2 separate regions of the Gossypium arboreum genome follow, and region 2 is linked to region 1. Evidence: chromatin contacts called from public Hi-C data. All regions are on one chromosome and are shown on one strand. The core of a region is the stretch at or near the end of the contact, and the rest is flanking DNA. Distances in the headings are between cores, read along the strand shown.

What was found. A called contact is a pair of places that touch in the nucleus more often than the background predicts.
Region 2: a contact with region 1 is called in a Hi-C map of leaf, with 4 times the contacts expected there. The contact joins the promoter of LOC108487804 here to the promoter of LOC108477132 in region 1. A contact is called at or near these places in 2 of 5 Hi-C or Micro-C datasets (both in leaf).

What each region holds. Positions count from the first base shown.
Region 1 is chr7:87,209,725-87,217,129 of ASM2569848v2, forward strand. It overlaps LOC108477132, which reads right to left and starts at 1,790. Exons shown (of 2, transcript XM_053031059.1): 1 at 350-1,790; 2 at 1-266. The coding sequence starts at 1,506. The coding sequence ends at 352.
Region 2 is chr7:87,375,051-87,382,590 of ASM2569848v2, forward strand. It overlaps LOC108487804 (josephin-like protein), which reads right to left and starts at 3,803. Exons shown (of 1, transcript XM_017792158.2): 1 at 3,027-3,803. The coding sequence starts at 3,587. The coding sequence ends at 3,201.

The DNA of each region.
Region 1 (7,405 bases), core at 540-3,039:
CGGTGGCTATAATAAGTATGATGAACTTGAAATTAGATCTAACATCATAGTACAAAACTGACTTTTCCATAAATACAGAAAGAAAGGCTACTAATTTGATCCAAACACAAGATTTACAATCTCACATTCTCTAAACACACAGTTTATCCTAATTAACCAAGCAGGCACATTCTATTATAGCATCACAGCAATCTCCATCATATGGTTAATTTTAGCAGCAAACCCGTTTGTTTCTATTGCGGTCATAAAGGCAGATATGCAAAAACCTGTCAAACAAAAACACCATGAACCCATTCACTGCCCCCCCAAGTGATTAAATGAGATTAAAGAGGAAAATTAGATTACTTACACTCAAACAGTGTACACAATCACAAAGCAAGGCAGCACAGCCCTTGGATTGAAAACTAGCAGCTCTTCTTCATCAACCTTGGTATGATGTACCATATTCCCCCCTCCCCTCCCTATCACCGAATCAAATCCGCCATCCTCCTTGTTTGTTTCATCCCCTTCTGACCCCACCCTACCCGCTACCACCCGGCAGACAAGCATGGCCCGTTTCACGTTCATGAACTTGAACTCTTCCTCTACATCCTCAGGGACCGCCATGTGTGCTCTCCAGCTCGTTGATAGCGTGGAGATTCCATCCATCTTTGGTGAAAAGCCAGACTTGATTATCCCACAGACGCTGCAATACTGCTGGCTGCAAATGCCGGAACTCAATGGATTAAGTCCCAGATCACACATGAATGTTGAACAGTAAAATCTCAACAGCTCGTTCCCATCGGCTATGCACCTCTCGTCTCGTCTCCCCACTACGGCACCATTCCTAGCAGCTTTCGCTTTCACAAGCTCCCTGTATTCTTCGAACCTCGCTAGAATCTTTGTGCTGTTATGGATCTTCAAAATACGATGGATTTCAGCGTTCCTAACTTTGTCGGTCCAACCTGTTTTGAAAATGATCCGGACTATGTTCTTCCCTGAATCACCATCAAGGAGTTGGGAGACGGCGTGTTTGGTGGCCTGGTGTTGCTCAAGAAAATGGGGTTTTTGGAAAACCTCACCGCAAGCAGTGCAGGGGAAGATATCATTACGTAGAGGGGAGAAGGGGTTGTCAGAAGAGATGTCGGATTCCGGATGAGGTGGAGGAAGAGAGGTCTCAGATAAATGAGTTTCGGGCAGAATAACCATAGAGACAAGGGATTGTTGGGAGTTTCTGGCAGAGGTTAACGCAGGAGTGGGGGCGGCTGTTGGGTGTGTTGGGATGGTGTTTTTGCAATTGGCTTTAGAAGAAGTAAAAATGCGTTTGAGATAAGACCAAGTTGAAGAAAGAGATTTATTGGCGTGGGGCTTATGAGAAGGAGAGGAAGGAGAAAGCGGCCAATGTTTGCGTTTCTTAGGTGGTTTTTGGTGGTCTTTGGCAGTGAAAATGAAGCAACCAAGGTGAAGAAGAAGGATGAAGAGAGATAGGAACTTGTTGAAGAATGACCCAAAATTGGTTTTTGCCATTGATACACAGACAGAGCTTGACAAAAGAAAAAGCTTTATTGTTATTCTTTTTTCAGAATGAGGTTAATTAGGTTGTGGTTATAGTTTTAAGAGGGCATCAAGCTGTAAATTACGACGGAGAGACGAGAGAGAAAGGAAAGGAAGCATGGAAAGGGGAAGATGATTGCAGTGTGTGTAAGAGTGGGGGCACGGAATGGAAGAATAAAGTTTTAGGAGTAGTTGTAACGCAACTTCACAGTTGCACATTCCCATCTCCATTTCCCTCTCTAATTCCTTTATAACATCCTTTTTCATTTCATATCATATCCTTACTTGTCGTTTTTTTAGATGACATTATTGCTCTTCCAATGTTTTGCTTATAATTTTAAAGTATTAACTCTTCATTTTTTTAATTTTATTTAAAATTTTAATTTAATCAACATAGTTGATGGTTTCTATCAAAATGTTTAATTTTTGTTAATCATATCTCATATAATATGAAGACAACTTAAATAATATGTCAAATTGAAAAATTTTATCGAGAAATACTAACAAAATTAAATATTGAATTGAAAATTTTAAATAAAAAAAAAAAACATAAATTTAATCATAAGTTAGGGTTGAAGCCAATTTAGTTACCACCTTTAACCGAAAGTGAGAGTGAATGTCATTTATTTCTTGTTTGTCACTTTTCGATCTTTCTTTCCATTTTTATAATTATGAACAGAAAAACCTAAGATTTATTATTATGGTGAAGTATTATTATATTTAAGTATAAGAAATCAATGTTAACCTTATAAGCTATAAGAAATTTTTTCTTCTCTATTATTGTATTGCATTTTTTGATTTTATAAATTAGTTTTTTTATATTAAATTAAAAATAAATTGGTTTTATTGATAAAAATTTATTTATCTGTATTGTTAAAAATTAGCATGGTTGATAGTGACGTGTAACATGTCACGTGTATAAAAGTAAAGCCAATTTTTGTGGAGGTGTAATTAAGTTGTATATTTTTATGATAGTAAAAATACAATTTTATCATTTCGATAACCTATATTTTATAATTTTTAAAAGATAAAATCAAATGTTTATCATTTTGGGGTAAAATGTAAATTTTTCATTACTAATTTAAATTTTTATAAATTATAAAAGAGTAAAAAAAATATTTTCTATTTTAAGGGTTGGGGCCCTTCATGTTGATGTATAATAATTAATTTTAATAGTATAATAGAAAGACTAATTTATTCTTTGATATAATGTAAAATAACTAGTTTATCTATTAATTGAATAAATTTTTAAAGGAAATTTAATTTTATAGAGATTTCAAAGAAAAGTATGGGCATATAGTGTTGCCGAAATTTTAACCGAGCACCAAGCCATAGTTTTGTTGGGCCTGATTAATTGACAAATTCAGGTAAATTAAATTGTAAATTAAAACTCCCATTCAATCATGTCAGCCACCTTAATCAAAATGAATTATCAACCATAGCAGCATAAATTGAAGAGGAGAAATTATATATAAATAATTTCCTCCCTTATATTGAAGCTTGAGGCTTATAAATATCTTGTGGACGTGGTTACACACGTGCATGTTCCCTATTTCAAGTGGCCGACCATTTTTTTTTTTTAAGTTAAATGTTCTTGACTTATTTTACTAAATTATTAGAAAGGGGCTTCAACTGCAAGTTTTCTCATTCATAAAATTATTCTTCTGAATTGCAGAAGCCCTCCTTAGAATCCAAAGCTACCATTACTTTTACCTGTTTCAGGATTTATTCTTGAATATATGTAATTATAAATATATTCTACTTCGAGTATCATAGTCTTCACCACCACATGATTTTGTCCAATTCCTCCTTCAGTCTTTTCGTGGCTAAGCTGAATGGGGCACTTGCCATTACAACTTACCACAAAGGCCAGAAAAGAATATGAAAACGATTTTAATCTTTACAAAAAACGTAACCAAATTGGATGTAAATAAATCTCAGGATTTAAGCGACTTCCAAAGAGAGAGAAGTGGAAAAAGCGAAGAAGCAATGTTTTAAGAGGAGAGAAGCTTTAGAGTAGATTACAAACGTTACTTTTTCATATTTTCCTTGAGTATATACCCATTAAAGCATTCTAACTTGAGACTTATATTTATTATGAAAATTTTATATAGTCGACTTTTGCTACTTTCTTTTATAATTGAGTGTGTGATATGAAATTTTTTGGGATCAAACCCAAATTATTATACCTATAATATAACATTTTTATCATTATTTTAAATGCAAACTATAAAACAATTATATTAGTCAAATTTTCTACCCTTAAACTTAGCATCTATAAATATCAAGATATCATGCATATACACTCATAGAGCAATGTGTTAATTTTAACAATGCATGAGTCCTAAAAAATATATTTTGAGAAATAAAATTCTCACTTACACATTTTGAACAAATAATATTAATGTCCAAAATATATCCTTTGTTTTAAACCCAAGTAAAGTGGTTTCTCCGTCGCAAAACGTTTTATATATGCTAATTTGTTGGGATAGGAAATCGACATGTTTTGTCCTTCACATTTACTCTACTATAGTCAACAACCTACAACGGAAGGCTATTAAAGTCTATGGCTCTAGCATCTAGATTTTACTATACTACTTACTTCACACATGTACATTCTATTTCATTTTATTATATGATTTTAATTCTAACTTTTTATTTTTTATTTTTGAGATTATATAAGAATAGTGATCTCTATTCTTCAATTTTAAAATAATATGGTATTTTAATTTTTATAATGTCATTAGTTAATCTAAATATTTTATTTCAATTACAATGTTGATGTGAATTTTTTAAGAGTTGTTAACACTATTAAAATTCTCTATAAAATTCAAGTCTATTACGTTGTCATTTTGTTACATGAATGCCAAGTGATTTTCTTTTTATTTTCAAATTGTCACACCTAGAAATTTAACAAATGAATTTTAATAGTGTTATTAAATAGACCTACATTTTTAACTTGAAAAAGTAGAGACTAAATTTCTGAAAATAAAAAAGTATGAAAATTAAATTCCAAAATATTAATAGTACAAAAACTTAGAGCATGTTGCAACCTTTAAATTTTATTCTATAATTAACAAAGAAAATAAATATTTAACCCCACACAAAGCATGGGTGGGAATCATACTAGTTTTAATTAAAACTTATTTATTTACATGAATTTTGATTTATTAATAGTTTTCATATATAATTTAAATGTATAATGATAAATTCAACTATTAACAATTACATTTTTATCATTTTGATCCTAATTAATTTTAATTTTTCAAATCAATTTGATTCTCAATCTTCAATTTTTAGTTGGAAAAATTAATTAGGCCATTAAAATTTTAACTCTACTAATATGGTAACTAATGTGGTAGTTCACATGTACTTAATAAAAAAAATAGGGATAAATATCAAAACTATTGTTGATACGTTGATACAATAAGAAGGATATATGATGAGAGAATGAAGATTGCTGTGGAGGCTATTTTTGTAACCTCTCTAAATTGGCTTAGACGCTGTGGTCGAATCATGAAAGCTACATTAGCCACCGAAATGGCTAAGTAGTTCATTTTACTTATGAAAACCCTAATCAATCTATCTTTAGGAAAATCGCTACTTTTGAACTTGATGTACATTAAAACATTCATTAATTAGGCCAACTTTACTTAGAGTCCGTCTTATTAATCAATCTCAACATTTTTGAAAAACAATTGAGTTGTCGTTTTTATTTATGAAAAACCCATTTTGTTCTAAGACAACGAAAATTTGTAAGTATGTCGGGTTTTGCTTTAGGTCGAGTAACATGCAATTACTGGTTATTAAATTCAAACTATTCGAATGAATAATGCATGCATAAAAATCCCAAACCAAAAACCACCAAACCATAGTCCAAATAATAATTTTACAATTCAAAACCAGTGAAAAATTATAAAAAATAATTCGATATAAATAAAATAGTCCGATGTCTAAAAAGTCATCTGCATGTCAGGTCCGGTCCTAGTGTCAAGCATTACTTAAGAAGTTTTAGACTCAAGGGGTGAGCTTATGAAAGCTCAATGTGAGTCAATATAAGGTACAATCATACAACCAATCATAACGGATAAGATTCAATAGTGTCATTTCAGAATTGTACATGGCTTAACCAATCAATGTATGAACATGTCATGTGTATGATGTAATGCAAATTTTTCTTACCCAACCATCCATTACAAACCATGAGTTCCCCAAAATTCATCTACCAAACTTCAAATAGTGCAACCCGAAGTTTGTTATGGATAAACCATCAGTAAGAAGTAATGCAGTAAACTGCCAGTATAAGTGCAAATGAGTAGCCAGTAGTATGGACTAGCCACAAATAATGATAATACAATTGAAGCCACTACTAATGCAGACACGCTATTAGTAATGCTATTAAATTGCCCAATCTCCTCGGAACTCTGGTGCAGTGCACTAACAACAATATTGTGGACTTTAAATGCCGTAGGCACTCCACGAAACTTCTCTGTCAACCACAAATACCCATCTCATGCAGATGCAATATGTCATACAGTCGGTAAGCACATCATGCTTTCAATAGCCAATTCAGCAGAATGGGCATACTTAACATGTATGTCAATATTTAGTGTCAATGCATGCTTTGTATACTTTCAATTAATGGAAACAATGGCATGCTTACATGGTTTCCATACAGTCAGTACCGATCATGGCATAAAAACATGCATCTCAATCGATGCTTCAAAATCTAACATGTTATACATGCATCCATTCAATGCATAATTTCATCACAGATTAAGAAATCGGAGTCATGACATATCTATCATACGGTCAACTAATGCATAACACAAGTCATACATTTTATGTAGTCGATACACAATTCCATCATACTTAAATAGATCCTTTAAAAATCGGGCTTTCTAATTGATTACGTACCTAGCTTGGCACCCCACTTATTGCACTTATACCATTTAGCCAAGTCAAACCCAATAAGAAAATTTAGCATTTAAATACGTATTAAATGATTTTAAAGATAATTATACATAAGGAAAGATCCGCACCTTAATTTACAAACCACAACACTAAACCGTAAAATTTGCACTTTCACACTTAATCCATAGATGACCACTGATCTAATACGAAATGAGAGTACGGATGAGATTTGACTTCACTGATGATTTGGAACATTCCGATCAACACCTATAATTAAAATAACACTTAAAATAAGTAACTAATGATTAATTAAAGGTCTTAGAACATTCACCCAACTAGAAAATGTAACAAAACTAATGTGACATAATAACCTGCCTAAAACCGCACTTACACTTCTTGTTAAGTAGATCTGAGATGTCAAATGAGCGAGACCGGATACACCTTTAATTTGAAAGGCTAGGGGTTGTTTTAAACAGAGAAGAACTAAAGAAAACGCTACTTTAAATGCGCGACAAAATAAAAAAAAATACAATAGCCCACAAATGAACACCAATTGGGTGGCACACTACCATAAACAGTGGCAAGAGCAAGCTAATTTGGGGTGGCACACAATTGGATTTTTGGTAGCAAATGAGACGATTTGTAAAGGCTGGAAACAACAATAAAATGCTGTAAAAAACAACAAAATCAATAAGTAAAGAGAAAGAAAAGAGATGGAAAAGGGGGGCAAACCAGCATCACCACGAGTGGAGAAGAAGGGCAACAATAGAGGTTTAATGGCAGCAAAAAAATGTTGATATAGGCAGCTCAAGAAAGGTTTTAGGGAACCAAAATAATAGGAATAGGACAACAATGGTGGAAAAAAACTATGCTTGGGACAAAGGGAAGAGCTAATTTCTTTGATAAAAATTGTATTTAAACCTAGGGTTAGACACTATGTTAGATGGCACACTAAAAG
Region 2 (7,540 bases), core at 2,553-5,052, 170 kb after region 1:
GAGCCTAAGTTGCAATGCAACATCCTCCAGAGTGACAATGCACTCCCCACATAGCAAATGAAAAGTGTGGGTCTCCGGGCGCCAAGGCTAGGCCAATGCGGATATTAAATCGTACCGCAAATCAAACATCCGAATCAACGTTGTTGACCCGAATCTAGCTAACTCCAAGTATGGCATCAGTCGTTCATCCGGGGAATATCCTAAACCATTCACCTGACCCCTTAATGCGCGGCACGGGCCCTGACACTATTAAATTACAAAAAATAGTTATAATAACATAATTTATTTCCGTAAATGACGTAGATCTTTTTTTAAAGGAACCCGTGATTAACAAATAACAATATATTACCATATTATTAACTGTGTTTGATATGCGACCATCATTCTTAATCAATAAACCCATTGCGATACCTACAATTTCAAAACAAATTTCGATTATTAATTTCAAAGTTTGATAGATTTTAAATATTTATCAAAATACCTAAATTTTATATATTGCTTTTGATTACAAAAAATACCAAACAATTTTGTCCACATCATATTTTTGCTATACTACATTAACAAAATAAATATATCTTATAAATTCCAACTCAATGGTCCCATTCACAAATTCCATCTCAATGGTTTAATCTTTTACCTACATAAAAATAAAAATTTATATTAAAATAATAAAAATAACATGCCAATAAAAATATATAACAAAAACATAACACAAATTATCTCAACATAATAAATACAAATATTTTTTATTATTTTAAAATGATAATAAGTAAAATGTATTGGTTTAAAATATAATATATATATATATATATAATAACATGCGAACTTAATTATTGTTAAAAAAATATAATTTTTTTTGCATAGAAGGATTCAAAAGAAAATTCATTTATAATATTTATAAAAAAACATAAAATAAAATTTAAAAACATAAATTCTTATTCTCAATTATAAAATCTTAAAAATTAGAACATATAAACTAATTTCTAATTTATCTCATAAATTCCAACTCAATGGTCTCATTCACTAATTCCATATCAATGGTCTCATCTTTTACTTACATAAAAAATAAAAATTATATTAAAATAATCAAAATAACATGTCAAAAAATTACATAAAAATAAATCTAATCAACCTAAAACACACATAACAAATAAATTACATAAAAAAACAAAACATTATTTGTACATAACATAAATAGGCTTTATTACTTCAATAAATATTAGAAATAAATTATGAATGAATGAAAATACAAAATAAATACAAACATATTTTAATAGCTCTTTTAACCAAATAATATCTTACAAAAATAAAATTAAAAATTATATCCAAATTAAATTAACAATAATAACAACAAAAACAAAATAAATTAACTTTAATTTATAAAAAAATTACCTTTTCTAAAACACCTAATCTTCCCTAAACAACAAACTCTCCTTTCCTTTTCTATTTATTTTTTTCCTTCTCTTTCTCCTTCCCTCTCTCTATTGTGCTTCTTCTTTTTTTTCTTTCTTTTTCCCTTCCCTTCTCTTTCTTCCCGCCCTCTCCTTTTCCTTCTCCTTCTTCTTCTTCTCTTCCTTTCTTCAAAAACTTTCTCTTTTCTGGCTAAAAATTGGGCATTGGGGACCATTATAAGGTCCCCAAATGCACAACTCATGAGCTGAAGCTATGACCCGTCCCATCGCCTGACACTGTAGGCCGGTGTCGCCTATGGAGATGGTGTGACCAGTGGCACCGCCTCTGTCGAAGGCATGACCAGTGGGTGATGCCTGTGCCCAAGGCATGACCATTAGGTGCCACCTCTTCTCTATGCGTGACCCATTGTGTTGTCACATCTATGACAGCGGGTCAAGTTTTAGGTTCAATTTTTACCATATACGAGTCGTATTTGACCTGTATTTTCTTTAAGTACCACCTATTAAGCTGCCTCCACCATTTTTTTTATTTTTTTTATTTTCTTGCAAATTCTGTAAAAATTCTAGAATAGTACCGATTATGCACTACCTGCACCTCTTTAAATGTATCATTTTGATACATAATTTTTGAAACATACTATTTCAATTGTTTTTAATTTTATATTATGTAGATAAAAATCCCGATTTGACTTGTGAATTGAAGTGGCCGTAGGTTTTAGAACACTAGATTAAAGCAAGCAAAAGTTGAACAACATATTTAGTTTACTGTACCTGATAGATTTTGTCTGCAAAAATGGTGACTGTATATGACAACATCTCATGCAAAAAGAGTGAAATAAACAGAAATTGCTCTATAAGTGATTGAATAGAATTAGGAATTACCTCACTATTTGTTGACAGGCCTTTTTTTTAACATTCCTGTACTTGTCATAAGTTGACAGCTTCTAATTTGAAACATTGCCAGCTATAGTTGCAATGACATGATTAGGTGAAAAATAAAGCATGGGTTTGCTGTCTTTTTGAGTAATTATATTCATCTTAACATCTGACAAGATATTTAGGAAACTGACAACATTGGACAAACAAAGCAATTACATCAGGTACCTAACTCATTTCTGTCATAGTCGACATAATTCAACGTCAGATTAGCTAGCATATTGCTGTTTAGAGACTGTTTAGAACAAAGGTTAGGCCAACCAAGCTTACCAACACAGTAAATGGAGGAGGAAGGATAATGTAGAACCCAAATCCCAAACATGATCTTGTTGTTTAAAAAAGGGGTTTCAAATCAAGCTTTTGGTGGTGGACAAGATGGATAATGGAGGACTTCATTGTTGGGCTCCAATTGGCATATGAGGACGAATGTCAACTATTGGGATGTCAATTTTGGTCTTGCACTTAACAAAACTAGGCATGTTCATCCAATTCCGTCTCAAAGAAAAATTAAAAAAGCAAAGAATTTTAATGCGCACGCTTGGTTTGGAAAACACTATCATGTGATTGCTGTCTCAACCACTATAGTTGGTTTCTTTGTCATCTTCTAATACCGTAAAAAGATTAAGATCTAGAAAAAAAGCCTAATGGATTTAATAACAAAATATACAGCTGCATAGGTGCCCAGCTCTCAACAAATCAGGTTTATTTTAAATTAAAATTTTGTCTAAGAGTCTTCACCATAAATTTATAAAACGAAAACACCTCAAAATACTTAAAACAAACAAAACCGATGCTCTATTTATCTTTTTCACAGTTAAATTAAATATATATGGAATGATTTACATTCATTATCTAAAGAGAAAGACAATGAGGATTAGCAGAAACGGAATTTGATCGAGGCAAAGAAGCAGAAGAGTTGATAAACTCGATGCAGTCCTCGATGGCAGCAGTTCTATGAGAATCAACAGGTGTTACAAATGGCTTTGATCTTCCAGATGAAGAAGAAACCTTAGGAGATGGCCTGATTTTCATGGACACAACATGTAAACCTCTGGCTAATTTACCACCAAGATGCTTCAGAAACCTTACCGGTGAAAATTTCGATGTTTTACATCGCATGAAACCGTAACTCCGGGACCTCGGAACCCCTTTATTCCCTGCAGCACTGGTATTAGACTTGTGTATGATAGTACTACCAGTTGCCTTGTTTCCCGTTTTCTGACTCACTTTAGTTGACATCTTCAGCAGTCAGCTGACCTTCGAGAGAGAATATATATATAAGAGATGGGGGAGTTGCAGTTAAAGCAATGGAGAGAAAACGGAGGTGTGGGTTAAGGAATATAAAAGGAGAGATTGCTGAAAAAGTGAACCCAAAAAAGGTCAAGGTAAAGAAAGAGAAACGATAAATTAAAAAAAAGTTACAAACTAAAATCTGACCCCAAGACTTCAATAATGAAGTGGTTTTTGTAATCAAAACCAAATCATGGACTTACCAGGGGGTAACTTTTCTTGAAAGGGATACTATCTGTAGTTTGCTTTTTCTTTTTTTCTTTTTTTGAACGTACCCTGCAATGGATTATGAGGAATGATTAAAAGGAAAAGAAGCAAGATTGAAGGTGTTTGAAGTAAGTAGCTCTTATGTCCATTTCTTTCTAAAACAAACTTAAAAATCCACCTGCATTACGTACGTGTATATAGTGGGAATCATGCCTGTTTTTGGTTTACAAAATCATTACATCATGAGTAAGTTAGCAAGATGCCCATGTCTGCAAAGCAACAAATGCTATCATTGTCTGTGTAATTTGGTGGGGACATGGGAGTTCTTATGTACACACGAGTGGGATATTTATCAGCAAAATAATAATAAAAATGTTGAAAGAAGTTGGCAATAAGGCTTTAGAAAAAGATGAAAAGGATAAATAAACAAATGCATAATCTTAGGGGAGTTTTCTTTGATTTTCCACGGCTCCCTTCAATTGGATTCTATAAAGAGGATGGTCCACAGAGAAAAATGAAATTGACTAGGTAAATCTATTTTGATAAAAACATTTTAGACCCTTGGAAATGGAACCCTTCAGAACAATATCCCTTGATAATTTGCTTGGATGCAAGAGTTGTTTGAGGGATTTATCCTCACAAATCACGACCATGGTTCAATAAATTAAACTGCATTTCAATCTTTCAAAGCACAAATGGAATAGGAGTTTCCAATATTCACATTCTTGTGTACAGTCATTTTTTTGTAATAAGCAAAACCTGCCCATCATATCATGACTAATGATATCAATCAAAGACTGCCCTAACTTCTTCAAAATCCTTAAAACACAGGTGAGTTAATTAAGATCACCTTCCAAATTATACCAATGCCTACTTTTCCAAAGCCCACCCCTACCTCTTCCCTTTCATTAATTTTCTATTATCCTTTTGTCAATACTTGGCTCAAAGTAGATACATTTTGTAGTGAAAATATAGCCTCTGCAAGAGCAAAATTTTCCCTACTTTCTTTGGATAGTATTAACTACTACTTATCCATAATAATAATTAATATTACAAATAAAATATTTTTATTTAGATCATTTTATAACTACTCCTTTTCTATTCTTTGTATTATTTTAACTAGCCAAATAATATAATAGCATTGTTCATTTACTTCATTCAACCAAATCTGGTCAAACTACTTGATGCTTATTGAGCAAAATACAGGCATTATCCTGTTCAGGTTCAAAGGGACTTTCTCAGCCTCATCTGCCAGCTTCATGGCCGAATGCCATGAGCTAAATGAAGATACAGGCACCCCTGGTGCGTTTTGCATCAATATAACGTCAAAACCATAAATAAAACGTGCATTGAAATTCTAGTGGCATAAATTATGTGCTCATTTTTTCCTTCAAAGAAAAAAGAATATTTTAAAGTATTTGACTAATTTTACCATGGATTCATTTCATTTGTAATCACAGGATTACTTCAATTACTAGAGTAATATTTTCGGTGCATATAATACCTTCCAGAATTTCAATAAAAAAGAACCCCGATGTACTGACCTTCACCTACCAGAGTAGGTGACATAATTAGTTGGTACGTGGATTTCTCTACCAACTTTACCATGTTGCTCACCACTAACAGATTTCTTAGCAGGCAAGAATTCAGCACTCATAGCATCCATCCCCTGGTCGCACAGCTTCCTCAGGGCTCCCATAACCATGCTCTTCAGCCTACTTTCCAACATCCTCTGTTATCTTCATTGAGCAAAACTTTGGTCCACACATGGAGCAAAAATGAGCCACTTTGGCACCTTCAGATAGCGGGGTTTCATCATTGAAGGACATGGCAGTCATGGGGTCCAGTGATAAAGCAAACTGGTCCAGCCATCGGAACCCAAACCTTGCCTTGCTTAATGCATCATCCCTGGCCGGAGCATGCGGATGACCTTTGGCTACATCAGCAGCATGAGCAGCTATCTTATATGCTATTACTCCAGCCTTCTCATCATCATCTCTATTTGGCAACCCAAGGTGCTCCATTGGAATCGCTTAACGGAGAAGTGCTGTGCCAAGAGCCCCAACGTTGGCTGCACCAATTGCAGAAGTGATATGGCCATCTCCAGTCAGATGGACCTTTCGAAAGGGAACCTTGAGTACATGGCCAGATTGTACATGAATAACTGCCCTGAAAGATTGACCATGCATCAAAATTCAAAAAACTATGTCAAGCAAAAAGGGAAAGAAAACAGAACAAGCAAGATACATATATATTAACCACATTAACCTGCATTCCTTTGAGCTATTTGGGAAACATTCTTAAAAGGTTGGAAATGGCATAAAATTAGGGGATATGGGATCGATGGTATGCTGCCACTGTTTGCTTCTCTCCCAACTGGTTGTTGAAGGATCAAAAGTTAATGTGGCTTTAGGTCCAGAACTCATAGCAAAGAGACATATTTCCTTCTTACAAGCACTTGAAACACGCCCGACCACATCAAATCCAGGAAAGAAGGTTGTACTAGGAAACTTTGTAGGAGAATAACGGTTGCCATTCTTACTGACAACAGATGTGAAACTAGCATGCACCGAAGCCATAACTGAATTGAGCCAGCATTAGAAATTTGAAATTAATAAGCAAAAAGCTCAAAAATCTACAATATTTGGCCCATTAATATAATAAGCAGAAAGAATCTTTAACATCAAATTCTTCAGGCGTTTCAATGTCCAACGCCGACGAAGAAATCACAAGGTGAAGCACAGAGGGAGCCCTCAAAGAATTGTTACTTTTAGTGGTTCAAGGACTTCGTTCTTATTATTTATCTTGAATAAAAACTTGTTATGAAATAAATAAAGTTAACATTTCTTATATACATTAAAAATTACAGGGAGAAGTTGATAGGTTTGAACCCTAAATCTTGGTCTTTGGATGCCAATAAGAGTTTTAACCATTGTTTCCTTTTACTATTAGCAGTTAATGATTATGTATATGATTCATGAATGCTGGAGAATTTTTTTTTTTTTTTTTTTTTTGTCAATGAGAAACTTTCATATATGAGAGAGATTTACAAACATTAAAAACCAAACTCGGTATAAGTGAACAAGAGAAAAAGCTCTGAACAAGACAAAGCTTCTATCTAGCTCAATGAAAATGAACGAGAGCCAATGCTCTGACCGATACAAAACAAGGCCCTAATAGCCAATAAACCTAAAGCTCGAGTCGGGCAACATAAGACGATCAAACACTTGATTCAGTTCTCCACCATCAAACATCGAAAGGGAGCTAAGGATGACTCAGCCATTACAATGGCAGACAACCATCATGGTAAATGATCACCTTAATGCGATGAATTCCTTCCTAAAGTTATCGCTCCCGTAGTGATGGAATCTTCACTACTTAACCTAAAACAACATATGTGTGAAGCCTCGAAAATGATCAAACAAAACAAAAGCTCGTCGACTAATTTCCATCATCAACAGGTCCAAAGGATCAGTCTTTGTGGTTGAGCAAAAGACACAGTCCTCGAAAAGGTCAAGCATAAAGCCGACGCTAGAATGATAGCCATTATTGAGGAAGGCAGAGGACTATCCCTAGTCCAAAACTTATTATTACGGAGATCCTCATCACGCTAGAAAATTGGCCGATCATCAACTGATGGAATGACAAAGGTGGCAAGTGTGGGTGGTGGTCAACTATTCAACGGCTAAGTTGTT